Regions from separate parts of the Xenopus laevis genome. Here region 2 is linked to region 1. Evidence: chromatin contacts called from public Hi-C data. All regions are on one chromosome and are shown on one strand. Each heading gives the region's core, a stretch centred on a gene start, on an enhancer-like site or on the middle of the called end of the contact. The rest is flanking DNA. Distances are from core to core; before and after follow the strand shown.

Region 1 (7,797 bases), core at 1,204-3,703:
AAATGGTTTATTTACATGAAGTAGGGTTTTACATATGAGCTGTTTTATGCAATATCTTTTTATAGAGACCTACATTGTTTGCGGGGTGTAGTTTTCCTTTAAGAATTACACCTGGATTTGCAGTATCAAGGTGAAACTGAAATGAACTGCATAGTGCTGCACTTACTGTTTCTCCTGGAAGTGGCTTTAGTTGTCTCTCACCAGCTGCCATTTTAGCATCCTGCAGTTCGTTCTTTAATGTCTGCACAGCATTCAGTGCTGAATCAATTTCCATTGGGCCACAAGCTTCATGGGCCTAAAAAAGGGTAAAACAGATAACCTAGAATACTTGGCTTTTCGTACCTATTAAACAACCCAATTGCCTTCCTTCTCAAGAAATATTTCTATCTACTGTAATAAAAAAGTGACAGTTTTTAATATTTAAGCCATGACACCACTGAAAACAACTAGAAAATGTTGTATCACAACATAAAATGTGAAGGGATGCAATGTGCAACAGACACAGCCTTGTTGTGTTTCCAAGTACATCTGGTTTAAAAACAGATTAGCCAACAGCAGGTTGCTGAATGGAAAAATGGTTTCACTGTCGATCCATTTGGTATCTGTGCTTCACTAATAAATGTTCAATTATCAGTAGAAGGTAAAATCAGACTGCTGCTATCAGTATTTGAAAAACTGCTGCATTTATTATGTATTCTCTGTACACTAAATACAGCAGTGTTTCCAATACTACAGCAGCAGCTGATTTATAATCTATTGACAATTCATTATCTGGTGTCAACTATCTAACAATGTGGATAATGACTATGAAGATTTTCATTCAATAGTAAAAAGTTCTTGGTTCAGACACCAATTTCTGATTCCTTATAGCTGCAGATTCAGGTGTCTGTGTTACACTTTAAGGTACAATAACTCAGGAAAATGGTTGAATCAAACAGCTCCAGGCAGTATTTTTAAACTGCAATGTGTTGTTATTAGAAGTGTAGGCACACTACGTTTCGGGCAAGGCCCTTTATCAAGTCTCACTTGATAAAGGGCCTTGCCCGAAACATGTGTGCCTACACTGCTAATAAAAACACATTGCAGTTAAAAAATACTGCCTGGAGTGGTTTGATTCAACTATTTTCCTGAAGATTCTCATTCATCCATTCCAATTCCAGAAAACCCCAGACCCAGAGCATTCTGATAATAGATACTGTATCTGTACTCTTACCCAGTAATACACACAATATAACTAACCTTTTGAGCTGCTGTACGCAGTTCTGCTAAGCTGGTTGCCAGGTTTTTGGCACACTGACCCAACTGCATGGCAGCTGCCTGATCAGTCACTGTTGGCACAGCAGCCTTGGCTGAAGCCACCATTTTACTGCCAGGCTGAAAAAACAGAAATACAGACGTAAGACACAATGTTCCCTTTAACAATCAGGCAATGAATGACTTATTTTAGAATGGGTAATACTGGCCAAGGGATTTTAGTCAAATATATAAAGTAATATAAAGTATATTAACAGATCTAAATACTCATACTGAACATATTAAGTTTAAAAGCTTCTTGCAAACCCAACTGCTGGTAAACATTAAAAACATATCAGGTATTCTGTGCAAGCATATGAATTTATTTTAAATTTTATATATAAAATGCTATCGCAAGTATATTGTTACCTGTCAACACTGTACATAATAACTACAATTTCTGTAACTTATGAGCATTAGGGCCTGAAGAGAACCTACATGCTGAATATATAAATTTGCTATTTTTGACCATTATAAGCATATGTTGTTATGCCCATGTATTGCTTTGTCCAGTGAGTTCAGAGAAGTTAAAACCCAGTTGTTAAAAGTCAGAGTGTGTGGCTATACTTGAATGCACCAGTTTATTTTAGTAACAAAGTCATTGATGCACAATGGATGTACCTGCAGGAAGTTCTGGCTGGATATAATGAGTGCAAGCTGAGCGCTCAAATCATCTGCCTGGGCCTGGCTGCCCCTCACACCCTGCACCAGTTGAGGAATATGGTCAGCAACAGCCTACATGGAAAAAAGTAAATACAATAGTCTTTTTTTTCAAACTAAGATTATGCAGTAATATAGCTTCCTTTGCAGAAAATCTTCATTGTTTTACCCCAATACACACTACTTGTAGGGGGTGAACAAAGATCCACCCAACCTCCCTCCAAGTACACCAGCTGAATAGCCAGTGCGCTCATAGGAAACGGTGCCCTAGAAGTGATAAACAATTAAGGTAACAAGCTATGTTCTGGTCTACTTCAAATTACCTAAAGCAACCAAGCTTTTTTTTATGTGTTACTAAATCCCAAAATGTTTTATGTAACTTCAATTCTGACTTAAAGTGCAACCTATGACCAAAAAATATTTTCCCCAACTCCCAATCCAGTTGGTGGAGAGAGGCTCCCAGTGCAAGGCCATGTTTGGCCACTAAGCACAATGTCACAATTCTCACTCCTAATGCGCATTTGTTTGACATCACCGCATGTGCATAATGAGTGAATCAGATTAAGCTATTCAAAATTAAATACCCAAGTTCTTTTACTTTCTCTATAATGCTGTGTTCAAACAATAAAATACATGAATATATATGCCCATACATGAATATATATGCCCAGTATACTCATTTTGTAAAATGTAAGCCTGAAGAAGGGAACTATGCCCAGAAAGCTTGCTTGCTTATATTCACTGTTAGTTTGTCCTGTGATGCCTATATCCTTTACCTTGCAACTCTGGACAAGCTGTTGATGAGCTGCAGTGTTTTTGTTGGAAAGAGAAGCATTCTGTGATGCTGCAATCGTCTGTGTAGCAGCTGCTGCAGCCTGTTTAGCAGCTGCCTGGGGAAACAGAAAGAATGAAAATGAATGATGGCTGAGTGACCACGTTTAAAGAGCATTTTAATTATCAGATGGAACAGGAAGACATATTTCAAGAGGCATGGAGATAGAAATTAGAAATTGACCTACATTGGAACACTGATGTGGTCCTCATCTGACAGATATCCATAGGCCTGTTTTTATTATTTGGATCATTGGCCTGAGTGGGTGGCCAAACCAGGCACAGATTCGCTCATTCAGCAATGTCATCAAACAAACAAATCTCTGCCCAGTTTGACCAGCAGGGGGTGTTTCTGAGGCAATACCGCCCCACCCCCCATCTGGTAACCTTTTTCTACAGGGATAGTACATGAGAACTACTATCTCACTTTATCAGTCAGTGTAAAGCAATGAAGTTAGACTATCTATGACAACGTAACACTTAAGAGGTTAGGCATAACTAGAGTCTGGGCACCCTTGCCCTATAACCTTATGCAACAGACATTTGTATAACCAAATTGTTCACCTCTAAAAAAAAAAAAGTGTCAGAATAAATAGCTTGGTTGGTAAATAAGCAATTGTAGGTCCAGTCAGTTTACCAATGTGTAACTATTTTCTGTGTTTTGGATGTGAAACCTAGCTTGCTATAAAGCACCTTCTTTTAATACTGTGTGACAACAAATTATAAATTCTATTGCTTGAAAAGCAAGTAATCCAGTAAAGGCATGGATAAACATATATAAGTAAATGTAAAAATATTTTAAATGTTAAAATTGTATTTTAGGGTTGCTTTTGCAGTACATAAATAAAATCTTGCATATATTTTGTCTCTGTGCACACCAAAGCACAGAGACAAACTGTGTACTCTTTTCCTACCTCTAGGCGATTCACTATTTTTTTCTTGATAGCATTCTGGGCAGCTGCATTTGTTGCAACCCTTAGACCCTCTGCTGCTTCTCTGAGTCGCTGTTGCTGATCTTCATTTTCAGGATAGGCTGCTGCCCCCTGTAATAAGCCACATGTAAAACAACTACAGTTTTAAAAACCTCTCCAACAAAATAGAATATTGACTAACATTTTCTTTACCAACCCCAAGCATTTGCTCTGAACCCCTCAGAATTTTACCTTTGCAGCCTCGACCATTCGAGCAGTAGAATCAGCCAGCAGTTTGGCAGCTGCCAGAAGCTTCTTGGAATTGTCCATATCTATCTCTGCCTCTGCATCTGACCTCATTGCATTTACTAGGTCTGATGTCGCTTGAGCAAGCACTCGAGCTTGTCGCACCATTTCCCCTGCAACAACATAAATATACAAAGAACACTTCACTTATCTAAGAAATTACAAAACCTACTATTAACTGTATACATGCAGTACTTATGTTCTTACTGTTTTTGAACAAATGCAAAAAGCATTAAAATGATTTGGAAATAGCACTGCACTTTTAACCCAGGTTATTATGGGTTATAGTTATCAAGCTCATATTGTTATCCTATTGATTCATATAACTGTGTATTCAGAAGGTAATACCTTGATGACTAAGTCTTCTGTAACATTTCTAGTATTTGTAAACAAAACACACACCCTGGATATGAATTACGGCTGAAGAATCCAGTGATTGTGTATGTATTTTCTGCATTTTATTTAAAGGCAATGATACCTGAAGCAATCCCAGGTGTACTTTTACCTGCCTAATAAATAGCTCCATGGGTAGGTGACAAAAGCTCAGAATCCATCCCATTGCCTGTTATCACAGATGCACAATAGTGTAAGGGGATTGTGGCTTGTAAAATGCAGACGTGGCCCAGAATGTTTACGTATACCATTGCCTTAAAACACATGCATTATTATTGTCGTTACTAAGCATGGAAGGTGAATGGAAAACAGTAAAGAACAATGGAAAAAAACAAAGGGAGGTTATTTTGTCAACTGAAAATGCTTTAGAAAGCAAGTTGCCTAAAATGCATTAAGCCAGTGATGTTTACCTGCATCCCCCATGGAGCTGAAGATACTCTCAGTGACTGACATGATGGTGTCAGTAGCCTGGTCATACCATCCAATAGGCTCTCCACGACTTGCAAACTGACGAACATGCTGCAGAAGATCATTCAGTGCCTGACTGACAACACTGGCCGCTGCACTGACTTGCTTCAGGAGTTCTATATCCTCAGTAGCTGAATGACATGCATGAATACAGTTCTCTACAGAACGATCCACTAACTTCCCTGCTTCAATCAGTTGCTCCTGGCACACAGGAGAACTAATGGTTGGACTGACCACCTGTAAGGGTTTGACAGGAGTCATTATTACATGTAATAAATATGTGCAGCTACATAAATGCGCTTTCTCCACTGGGGTTTTTCAGATGGCAGGGAAAACACCTAGTCTGACACTCTAGCCTAAAAACTATGCATTTATATGCAATATCTGCTTAGTGTGTCTGCACGCAGACCAATGCCTGTCAATGCAGACACACAGCAGAGTGGATGGGTGTGAATAGGTTTCTCTCTGCCTGTGGAGAAAACACAGATGGAGAGAAGCCCAGTCTGTGCCCTTATCACACGCTCTGCTATTGTAATAGAAAACATTCCCTACTGTGCCTAAGGCAAGACACATACAAGTATGGTACACTTCAACAGAAGTAATCGGTTTCAATATCAGAAGGTAGATTTTATAGTCTGCTGTATTTACAAGCTGACTCTTTTGTAGCACATTCATCTGATGCCAACAACATTACAGGTACTGCAACATCTCTCTTTTTATGGTTTAACTAAATGTTAGAAGCTACCACGACAAGAAAGACCAGCTACTTTGTAATCACTGAACTATGCAGTCAGGGATAGACAATGATTCATTTGGATGCATCAGTGGAAAAATTGGATTAGAGACATAAAGTTATAATCTAATACTTTTAATACAGTAAATATATCTATGATTCACTGACACTAATTTCTTTATTTCTAAGTGGATACATATGTCATGGTACCCCTTTCAGGAGACTGGGTGTGGTAGAGAAAACATACTAATTGGAACAGTGAAAACATTTAATAATTTGGAAAACAAGTTTTTAAGTTTAAGCCCTCTTAAAGGGGTGGTTCACCTTTGAAGATCATTTTTAGTATGTTATAAAATGTCTAATTCTAAGCAACTTTTCAACTGACCTCCATTTTTTCCTTTTTATAGTTGTTGAATTATTTGCCATCTTCTTCTGAATCTTTCTAGCTTTAAAATGGGGGTAACTGACCCCATATAAAAACAAATGCTTTGTAAGGCTATTGTTTATTACTCATCTTTCTATTCAGGCCCTCTCCTATTGATATTCCAGTCTATTATTCAAATGAATGCATGTTGCTTGGGTAATATGGACCCTAGCAACCAGATTGCTGAAATTGCAAACCAGGGAGCTGCTGAATAAATAGCTAAATAACTCAAAAACTACAAATAATGAAAAACAATTGCAAATCATACTAAAAGTTAATTTAATTTAAAGGTGAACAACCCCTTTAAATTCTGCTGCAATTTAATGGTCACCCTGTATAGTAGAGGTATGTTATCAGACAAACTTTTAAAGAGGGAAATGCTTTAAAAATACACCCATTAGGGTAGAACTACATGGGCGACTTAGGTCCGAGCCACTGCATGCAGCGTCTGCACCCCACAGTAGTGTCGGATGCATGCTGCGACTACATCTGACATTCCTACATGTTTCGGGCTAGGCCCTTTTTTCAATTGAAAAAGGGCCTAGCCTGAACCATGTAGTGTGAGTTTGGATATTCACTCATCAATAAAAGGATTTTTTGCATTCTCAGACTACTGCTGTGGATTTGTCCTGCACTCCAACCTTCTTTGAGCTACCCTTAATTGTTATAGCAATCACCTAAAAGTGCTCTCAGATAGGCAAAAACTGAGCTTGCAAGTGATTTCCATAAAAGCGAATGGGGTAATTTTTTATGTTTTTGTCCTATCTACTGAGCTACAAAATCACCCAAGCAATAAAATGCTGGATTTTTTTCTTGCCCGTAAGGGTCTACACAACCACCTTACTATTACATTTAGTTCTGCCCAAGTAGCCCAACACTTTTTCTTGGCAAAACTCCCACACTAACAAACTTTGAAAGAGCCTGTAATAATGCCCAGGTGTTTTTATACTCAGGAGCAAAATACTTTCTCACTACTTTTTCCCACAGCTAGTAAGGCACTACTTACCTTTGTACAAGCAACAAGCTGAGAAGTGGAAAGTGCACACTGTGTGGCGGCAGCAATCACTCTATTCTGCAGAACAGTGTCTTCAGTCACTTGAGCCACATTTTTTGCCTTCAAAACTAGCATGGCAGCTGCATTAGCTACAGCTTTTGCCAAGTTCATCAACACATCCTAGAGGATAAGAACAATGCAAAATGTAAGTAAAAAAACCAAATCGTTGTATAGTCCATTTCACTGCTAAGAAAATGTTTTTGTAGATACCTGGAACCTCTCATCAGCTTCACTCTCGCCAATCTGACGTAGTAACTCCCCGCTCGCTTGTCCAATGCTGCCAGCTGCAGTGAGAACAGTCTGACGTGGCTGGAAAAAAACAGAGTGAAAAATATAAGAGGAATGAAAAAAACACTGTAATTATTACAACAATTACATAAATACAAAAGCATGCACAACTTGCAGTAAATTGGACTGGTCAATCCTAATCTAAAGCAGTAGTGCATAGAGAGGGCATAGATGAAATAAACATTGTTCTTGCAGGATACAGCTCACATTATACACGGGTGCCGCATAGAACATCATCTCACATAGTTACTAAGTTAAATGGGGTTGAAGAAAGACCATCAAGTTCAACCTCTCCAAATGAAACCCAGCATTTATACATATACACACTGACCCCTACATACATTCCATATATACCCATATCTATACGAACTATAGATTTTAGTATCACAATAGCCATGGATATTGGACATGAATTAGCTCTGCTGATAATCACACA
Region 2 (7,845 bases), core at 3,550-6,049, 77 kb after region 1:
TTGCTGTCCATCATAATTATACGTCACAAATGAGGCCGTTAGCCCTGAAAGTTTGAACCCATGGGTGGTTTTAATGTTTGAATGTGACAAACATGTATTGATTTTATTCAGGGGTGCTAACTTATTTATTGTTATTAGTAGGCTGACCGGACAGATTTTTTTAATTTTTTTTAATAGAAGGTAACTAAGTTTAGGGACTGCAACTAATGGACATTTCCTAGCTCACAGAAAGACCATTTAAGCAGTGAATAATAATTGATTATCCTAAATAAAACAGACATAATAAATCATAAAATAACATGATATGGGTACTGTCATTCATTGATGTGGGTCATATGTTTTATGACTTTCAGTTTCTAAAAACCTTAAGAGCTGCTGTACACCAGACATTCTGATTATCAATACAAATAGGCATACCTACAGCACCTTCCATTGCTGTGAATGGGAAATTACTAGTGGAAACCCACATTTTTATTGAAACTGATCAAAATGCGTTGGTATACTAAAACCAATTGAATCTAGCTATACATAAACCAGTTAGGTTGTCATTAAGGCAGCCCAGTGTTATCAGGCCCATTCAAAATGTTGGCTCAGTTTGATCAAAAATATATTACTTCTAGATGGGCTTCTAGATAAAAACTAGGGATGCACCGAATCCAGGATTCGGTTCGGGATTCGGCCAGGATTCGGCCTTTTTCAGCAGGATTCGGCCGAATCCTTCTGCCTGGCCGAACCGAATCCGAATCCTAATTTGCATATGTAAATTAGGGACGGGGAGGGAAATCACGTGACTTTTTGTCACAAAACAAGGAAGTAAAAAATGTTTTCCCCTTCCCATCCCTAATTTGCATATGCAAATTAGGGTTCGGATTCGGTTCGGTATTCGGCCGAATCTTTTGCAAAGGATTCGGGGGTTCGGCCGAATCCAAAAAAGTGGATTCGGTGCATCCCTAATAAAAACGCAGCAGTGCTTGATGCAAATGCAGCCATGCAATATTCATTTAAAGGAAATCACCATGCTACTTACATAACCTATTCATATTCACAACTTTATGAAGCTGATGATCTAATCTAAAACATTTCGTAGCATACAGTGGACTATAATTTTCATTTAGAAAAACCTTTTTTTCCCAGAACCGACGTGAGGAAACACATGAAATTGTTTTTAATAATTTTTAGGAAAAAAAGGGTTGTACAGGAAATGTATGCATTCGCCTCATATCTCTGCCCATTATATATTATGTTTAACAGAGCTAAAGACATAGGGGTATATTTATCAAAGAGTGAAGTTAATAGTGAAATTTCGCAACTTCCCTTTCATTTCTATGGGGTTTTTAAAGGCGTATTTATCATCGGGGGAAATTTCACTTTCACCCATTGATAAATACGCCTTTCAAAATCCCATAGAAATGAATGGAGAGCTGCGGAATTTCACTCTAGTGGCGGAACTTCACTCTTTGATAAATTTACCCCAAGGAGTGTGAGCAGTGTGCGCAGGTTATGCATGTATAAAGCGGGGAAATTAAACTATAAGTGACATAAAGCAGAGTTAACAGCCACCTTTTCTATAAATATTCAGTAAACCCCATGGGCTCATATATTGTGAATATGTGCTAACAAAACAATTTCCTCTGCTTGACAAATTATCAGAATAATAAATAGTGATAGAGGGCTATGCGTTGTGGATCAGGAGGTGCAAGAGTTTGCAATTCGGTGCCAAAATCCACTATTTGTGCCCGCATGCAGGACAATGCAATCTGGGTGCAGGCAAAATAAGGGGCCAATTCCAGCGTAGTTGTTGAGCGGAGGGGAGATTGGCCTGCAAAATGCAAAAACAGGCATTTTCAATCAGATCTCTGCTTGACTAGACTCTGTGCAGCCGCACACAGGCGGAAGCTGTAATTTTAACTGCAGATACAGGAAGCAGCCGATTATCTCCACCTAATTAAAATCTTCAGATGGAGAGAATAATTCAATAAGCTAAGGGGCCTATTTATCATGCTGTGTAAAAAGTGAAGTGAAGCATTACCGGTGATGTTGCCCAGAGCAACCAATCAGCATTTAGATTTCAACAGTTGATAAACAAAGCAAAGGTCTGATTGGTTGCTATGAGCAACATCACCGGCAATGTTTCCCTCCACTTTTTACACAGCATAATAAATAGACCCCCTTAGCCTGCCGTTGCCTTAATGGCATACATGACTGAGGCTCAGCCTTTCTCCACCTGCTTCAAGGCAGACAGAGAAAAACCAATGCACTCCCAACCATTCCTTCCGGTGTCTTCACTGACAGCCATAGCTTGGGCATGTTAGCAGACACTCAAAGCAGATTTTAGGCCGAAATTTGCATAATTTTGCTTTTCCGTGTCAACTTTTGCTCCATGTGTCTGGATACAGGCCGACACCATGCCCATCAATGCAAATAAGGAAAGGAGTCAGGGTTTTTTTTCGCTTTATTTAAGCTTTCCATTAGCCTTATAATTAACTTTTAGTTTGATGAAGAGAGAGTGAAATTCTGAAACGATTTCCAAATGTCTCTTTTTTATTATTTGCCTTCTTTGAGTTATTTCGCTTTTTATTCAGCAGCTCTCCAGTTTGCAATTTCAGCAATCTGGTTGTTTTAGGTGGGGTCAGTGACCCCCATTTGAAAGCTGAAAAGAGTCAGAAAAATCAGACAATTCAAAAACTGAAAGGTTGCTTAGAACTACCCATTATATATACACAAACTAAAAGTTACCTCAAAGGTAAACCCCTGCTTTAAGCATAGGTCTGCTGACCCCGTTCCCTGTACTGAATCAGTAAACACCACGGTATAGCATTCCAGTAATCTCAAATTACTTAACTTTTATTTTCATTTATTAAAAGCACAATGATTGGCCAAATAGTACTGTATAAGTAATATGGCCACAATGAAAGGTATAAAGTTATATAGTATAGTATTAACTTGCATAATCTAATCTTGCCTGTTTGGGTTACATTGATTACTTCTTGTCTTTTAACCGATACAATCTATCAGACATGAGTTTACATCTAAAACGTATGTGATTATTGCAATTATTTCAAATAAAATACAACATAAACCATTAGGACTAATTCCCTAAATTAAGCCTGTTAGTGTGCCACAGAATACAGATTCCATGTTCTGCAGTACTTCTAGGGAGGGGAGAAAAGGAGTGAGTTTATAAACATCTTGTTACAAAAAGTGGAATTACAGAAAACACACACATATATATATATATATATATATATATATATATATATATATATAATTTTTTTTTATTTTTTTTCTAGATAAACAAAGTCTTTATTATTTTGTTGAATGGTTTGCAGAATTCCTGCATGGACATCAAAGCAAAAGCAACAGAAACCCTTGTGGTCATAAATAAATGGCTATGCAAGTCAGTGGGAGATTATAACATGGGACTTTAGAGTAGCAGCTCAGGCCCCCAAGGTTACCCAGCCCCAATAAATTGCACATAAAGCAGCAGAGTGCCTGATACCCAATCTCATTTAACAGCGGTAACTGTGTAGCAGCTTATAGCTATTTTATTTGACAATGGTCAAACATGTAGGGTTGATTGTACTGGTGTGGGGGAAAGCAGGAGCTTTGAAAACACCCCAGGAGGCCAATTATTTTAACCAATACTGCCTCCAAATGCAAGTAAAGATATGTGCCATAAGTCATTTATGACCTTTTTTTTTTAATTAAGAGAAAATGCAAGAAGGTTAACCCTACACAAGTATGTTTCCTTTAAACATAAAAAGAACTGCAATGTGGGGAGGGGTCCTAAACCGTAATGAAGCCATAACTGAAGTATAAATAAAACTTACGACTGCAAAACACAATACTAATAGCAATAAATAACGCATGTAATACACAGAACTGCAGACAATTGCTATGTAATGTGTTCTTTCAGGTATACAGCATGTGCTCTGGGAATGTATGACTCTCTATTTCTGTATAAACCACAGCTGCAGCTACATGTTTGCATAATACAGATATAACAAAGAGACAGGGGCATTGCAATAAAAACTTTTTGTGTAGGTAGAACATATATAACCTATAGAAGTGCCTATTGGCAGAGAGCATGCAGAGAGCCCATGTGCTAGTAGGGAGGGGATGTTATCCACACATATGCTGAGGATTTAAATTCCAGTGCTGCCCTCCAAGCCTTCCCGGACACCCAGCCCAAATACATCTCCTGAATGGCTTTCTGCAACAGAGCGTCAGTGGAAGAAGTGGCTGCTCCGATCCTTGCACACCGGGGCTACACACACACACACACCCCTATCCTGAGCCTGTCTGCTGTACAACTGCTATGTTCCACACGTGTTTACAGCGGCGAACACACATATATCTGTACATGGAGCCGGCGCATTCCCACACACACACACACACTATATACATACATCACAGCTATACTACAAGCCAGCACATTGTTCCCGTATGTTCATCTGATAAATGCTGCATTTGTGTCCCCGCATAGAACCCCAGCCCTTATCTCAGCAAAATGCATATATACATCGTACTATGTTAGCCCCTCACTCTGCACATTCCTAAACACCGTGTGTACCCCCTTCTAGCATATACAAACACATCAATGCTCAACCAGTTACATGCCATCTTCTCCCGCTTTATTTCCCCCTTACCCTGTCCTGGTCCCTGGGTCACTCCCTCTCCATCTCTCACTGTCTCTCCGCCCGAAGCACTGCCTGACCCCCCGAAACGCCTCATGCGCATGTGCAACGAAGGAGTGGGGGTGTGAGAGAAAGCAGAGAATCACATTGCGCAGCGGCGCTTCTGGCGGGTACAGGGAGGTCAGGGTTGGTATGGCAACAGGCGCCATCTTGTGGCTGGCATTCAGTCTAACATGATTTTGTCAAATGCCTTTTATTCAATCTTTCTTATTCAACAGCAAGCGCGAGTGCCTATTTCCCTAAAGTGTGCTATAATTTTTCGTGTATTAAAAGATTTTTAACTAACAAGTAACTTAGACTGTTATTTTTTTATTTATACTCTGGCCCAGTATCATCTGGTGTATCTAGATGTTACTGTGCCCCACACAACAAATTCATTTTAGGGCCCTCAACATATCCAGAGGTTGTCCTGTTTTACCAATAGAAATTGAAACTGCTCATTAATTAGGGCTTCATGGGTCCCCCTATACCTCCTGGGCCTAGGGTTGCCACCTTTCAATAAAATTTGCTGGGGGCGGTAAAAAATGGCACGGCTTGATGTCAAAAGGGGCCAGATGTGACATCAAAAGGGGCGGTGCGTGACATCAAAGGGGGCGGGGCCGCGGCGTGTGATTGGCCAGGCAGCGAAAAAAGGTAAGTTTTGCACAGATTGGGCTGGGCCAAGGGCTTTAGTTAGGGATATTACAAATTTACCAGCAGCTACATTCCTGGTAAATTTGTAGCATACTTTCCAACTGTCCCTTTTTCGGAGGGACAGTCCCTCTTTTGACAGCTCAACCCGCAGTACCTCATTTTTACTGGAAAGTCCCTCTTTTCTCTGCACTGAACAGCCAGAAAAAGAAACAAAGTTTCTCACTTAATTGGCCTTTAGCAGAGAGCCCAGAACAGCTAACAGGTGCAAATAAGATACTTTGTAACAATTTTGAGACACAAAAACACAGTTTAGATAAGGAGAAATATTTTCAAACTTTCATAACCTGCCAAATTTTGTAAAACAAACATGGTAATTAGGGGGTGTGGCCACAGAAAGGGGTGTGGTCAAAAAATTGCTGCGCTACGTGCGGGAAAACATTTTTTGTCCCTCTTTTTACTTCCAAAATGTTGGGAGGTATGTTGTAATACCGGCCCCGGCCTTGGCGGGTGTTTTACCGGCTAGGCCGGTAAAATACCGGCCGGGTGGCAATCCTTCTTTGGCCCCCTGCAGCCGCAAGGTCTGCTGCCTCTGTTGTTACGCCCCATACTCTGTCATAAGGGCCGGATTTACATAGTGGGCACCTCTTGGCCCACTGCCATTCGTCGCCCCTGTCCCCTCCCATTTATTCGTGCAAATTTTCATCATCTGCACTGGAGCAATGGGGAAATTAAAAAAATGATTGTATCTCCAGAACATCCCCAGTGTTTTTAACAAATGTGGGTGTGTTTGGACAGCATACCACCCCCTAAAATCCTGCCGCCCTAGGCCCGGGCCTAGGTGGCCTTACCACAAATCCGGGCCTGTCTGTCATTATTATTATTATTATTATTATTATTAGTAATAACATCTTTATAAAGTGTGTGTGGGATGAATGATGTTCCCCTACAGTGGGTGGCTAGGCTAGCAATATTTGCTAATAACTCAACCATTTCCTGACCCACCCTGTTCTGTCCCAACTGAACTTTCAACAGTGGACACAGATGGCTACTGTTTATATACTTGCATTCACCCCTTCAGTGTCGGACTGGACCACAGGGATACCAGGAAAACTCCCGGTGGGCCCAGGTGTCAGTGGGCCCTCATGCTGCTAAATTTTGGCCTATTTCATGGTCATTCCCTATTCTATGAGAAAAAAGAGGCTAAATGGGTGGAATAATAGATTATAGTATGTAAAGAAAAGAGACTAGGAGAATAGAGGTTGAGTAAGGAGAGGAAGAAAATAGTACTGAGTGTGGGCCCCTGGTGTCCCAGTCCGACACTGCACCCCTTCCAGTCAGCTTCAGATTTACAAATGATGTGCTCTAGGCTGACTACCAACCCCAACGCATGCATGTGTGCACACACATTATGCTTTCACGCCTTCTGCTTGGCCCCTCTGCTCCCCTCATAAGTTTACTTGTTCCTATAGACACTTGCATCAGACTGGACACTTCAAGATTCAAATATTCATCAAAATTCCAGGCTTTACAGTGCTCCAGGTGTCGGAACCAGGAAATAAAAATGCATGCTGCCCCCTAAAAATATGCGCCCTAGGCTTGGGCCTTTGTGGCCTTGCCACAAATCCGGGCCTGCCTCCGCTCTTGTTAAAGCAGATTAGGGACACCACATATTGAAGAAATTTTAACATGTAAATCACTTACGACCAATCCTTCCCTCTCATTCCCAATCTGCCCCAATACACCCTAGCAACACACCCTGATTATGCTTCTTGGTCTGGATGCTTCTGAGGATCAATGGCGTGGCTTTAATGCTTTTCAATGGCATGGGTTCAGGTGTAAATTACTGTCATCAGATGACTGGGCTGTAACTGTGGATGACCAGTTAAGGGTTTGTTAAATGTATGTGACTCCCGAAACTTCCAGGTGAGTTTACATGTCTGTGGCCTTCTCTTCCTATTTGTTTTATTAATAACATTGATATCAAGCATCATTATTGATATCAAGCATCATTATTACAGGTCAGGCTAGTAAAATGCCAGCCAGGTGGCAAACCTCAATAGAACTTACAATCTAAAATAAGAAGGGGGTGTCAGATACTAGGGGCTCATTAATTGACAATGGGCAAATTTACAGCAACCAGCGATAAGCTTATTTCAGACAGCTGCAGATAGAACAGGGTGCAAGGTGCAAATGTATCCACTGTTGATAAATGAGTCCCAAGGTGAGGAAATTGGCAATATGAGGAGTTTCTTTACAGAAATGTATTTTAAAGGAAACCACAACCCCCCTAAAATTAAAAGCCCCACCTGGCACCCTCCACTTGCCCTCCCTCCCTGCTTCCTCTCTGCATAGACTTCTACTAGAAAAAGTGTCCCTGGCAGCAACACTGACCTTTCTATGCAGAGTAGCGCAGAGGAGCTCATGGGCTTTCCGGTGCATGCACAGTTGCCAATAATATGGACTTGCTCCAACTGTACATGTGCCAGAAGCTCAAGTGTTGGCAGTCACTTCACAA

The links. Hi-C and Micro-C count contacts between places; a contact is called where the count stands out from the background.
Region 2: a Hi-C map of the XL177 cell line shows a contact between it and region 1, with 2.4 times the contacts expected there. The contact joins the promoter of LOC108711290 here to the enhancer-like site in region 1.

The regions. Positions count from the first base shown.
Region 1 is chr3L:97,274,753-97,282,549 of Xenopus_laevis_v10.1, forward strand. LOC108711290 (talin-2) reads right to left here. Exons shown (of 57, transcript XM_041586665.1): 17 at 7,284-7,382; 18 at 7,026-7,193; 19 at 4,805-5,099; 20 at 3,948-4,114; 21 at 3,699-3,827; 22 at 2,730-2,843; 23 at 1,915-2,028; 24 at 1,240-1,374; 25 at 167-295. Among protein-coding and RNA genes, the nearest start is that of LOC108711290, 75 kb to the right of the region's middle. Within about 2 kb of position 2,454, at least 2 of the 7 cell types and tissues checked have an H3K27ac peak or open chromatin away from gene starts, as enhancers often do.
Region 2 is chr3L:97,349,247-97,357,091 of Xenopus_laevis_v10.1, forward strand. It overlaps LOC108711290 (talin-2), which reads right to left and starts at 4,800. Exons shown (of 57, transcript XM_041586665.1): 1 at 4,650-4,800.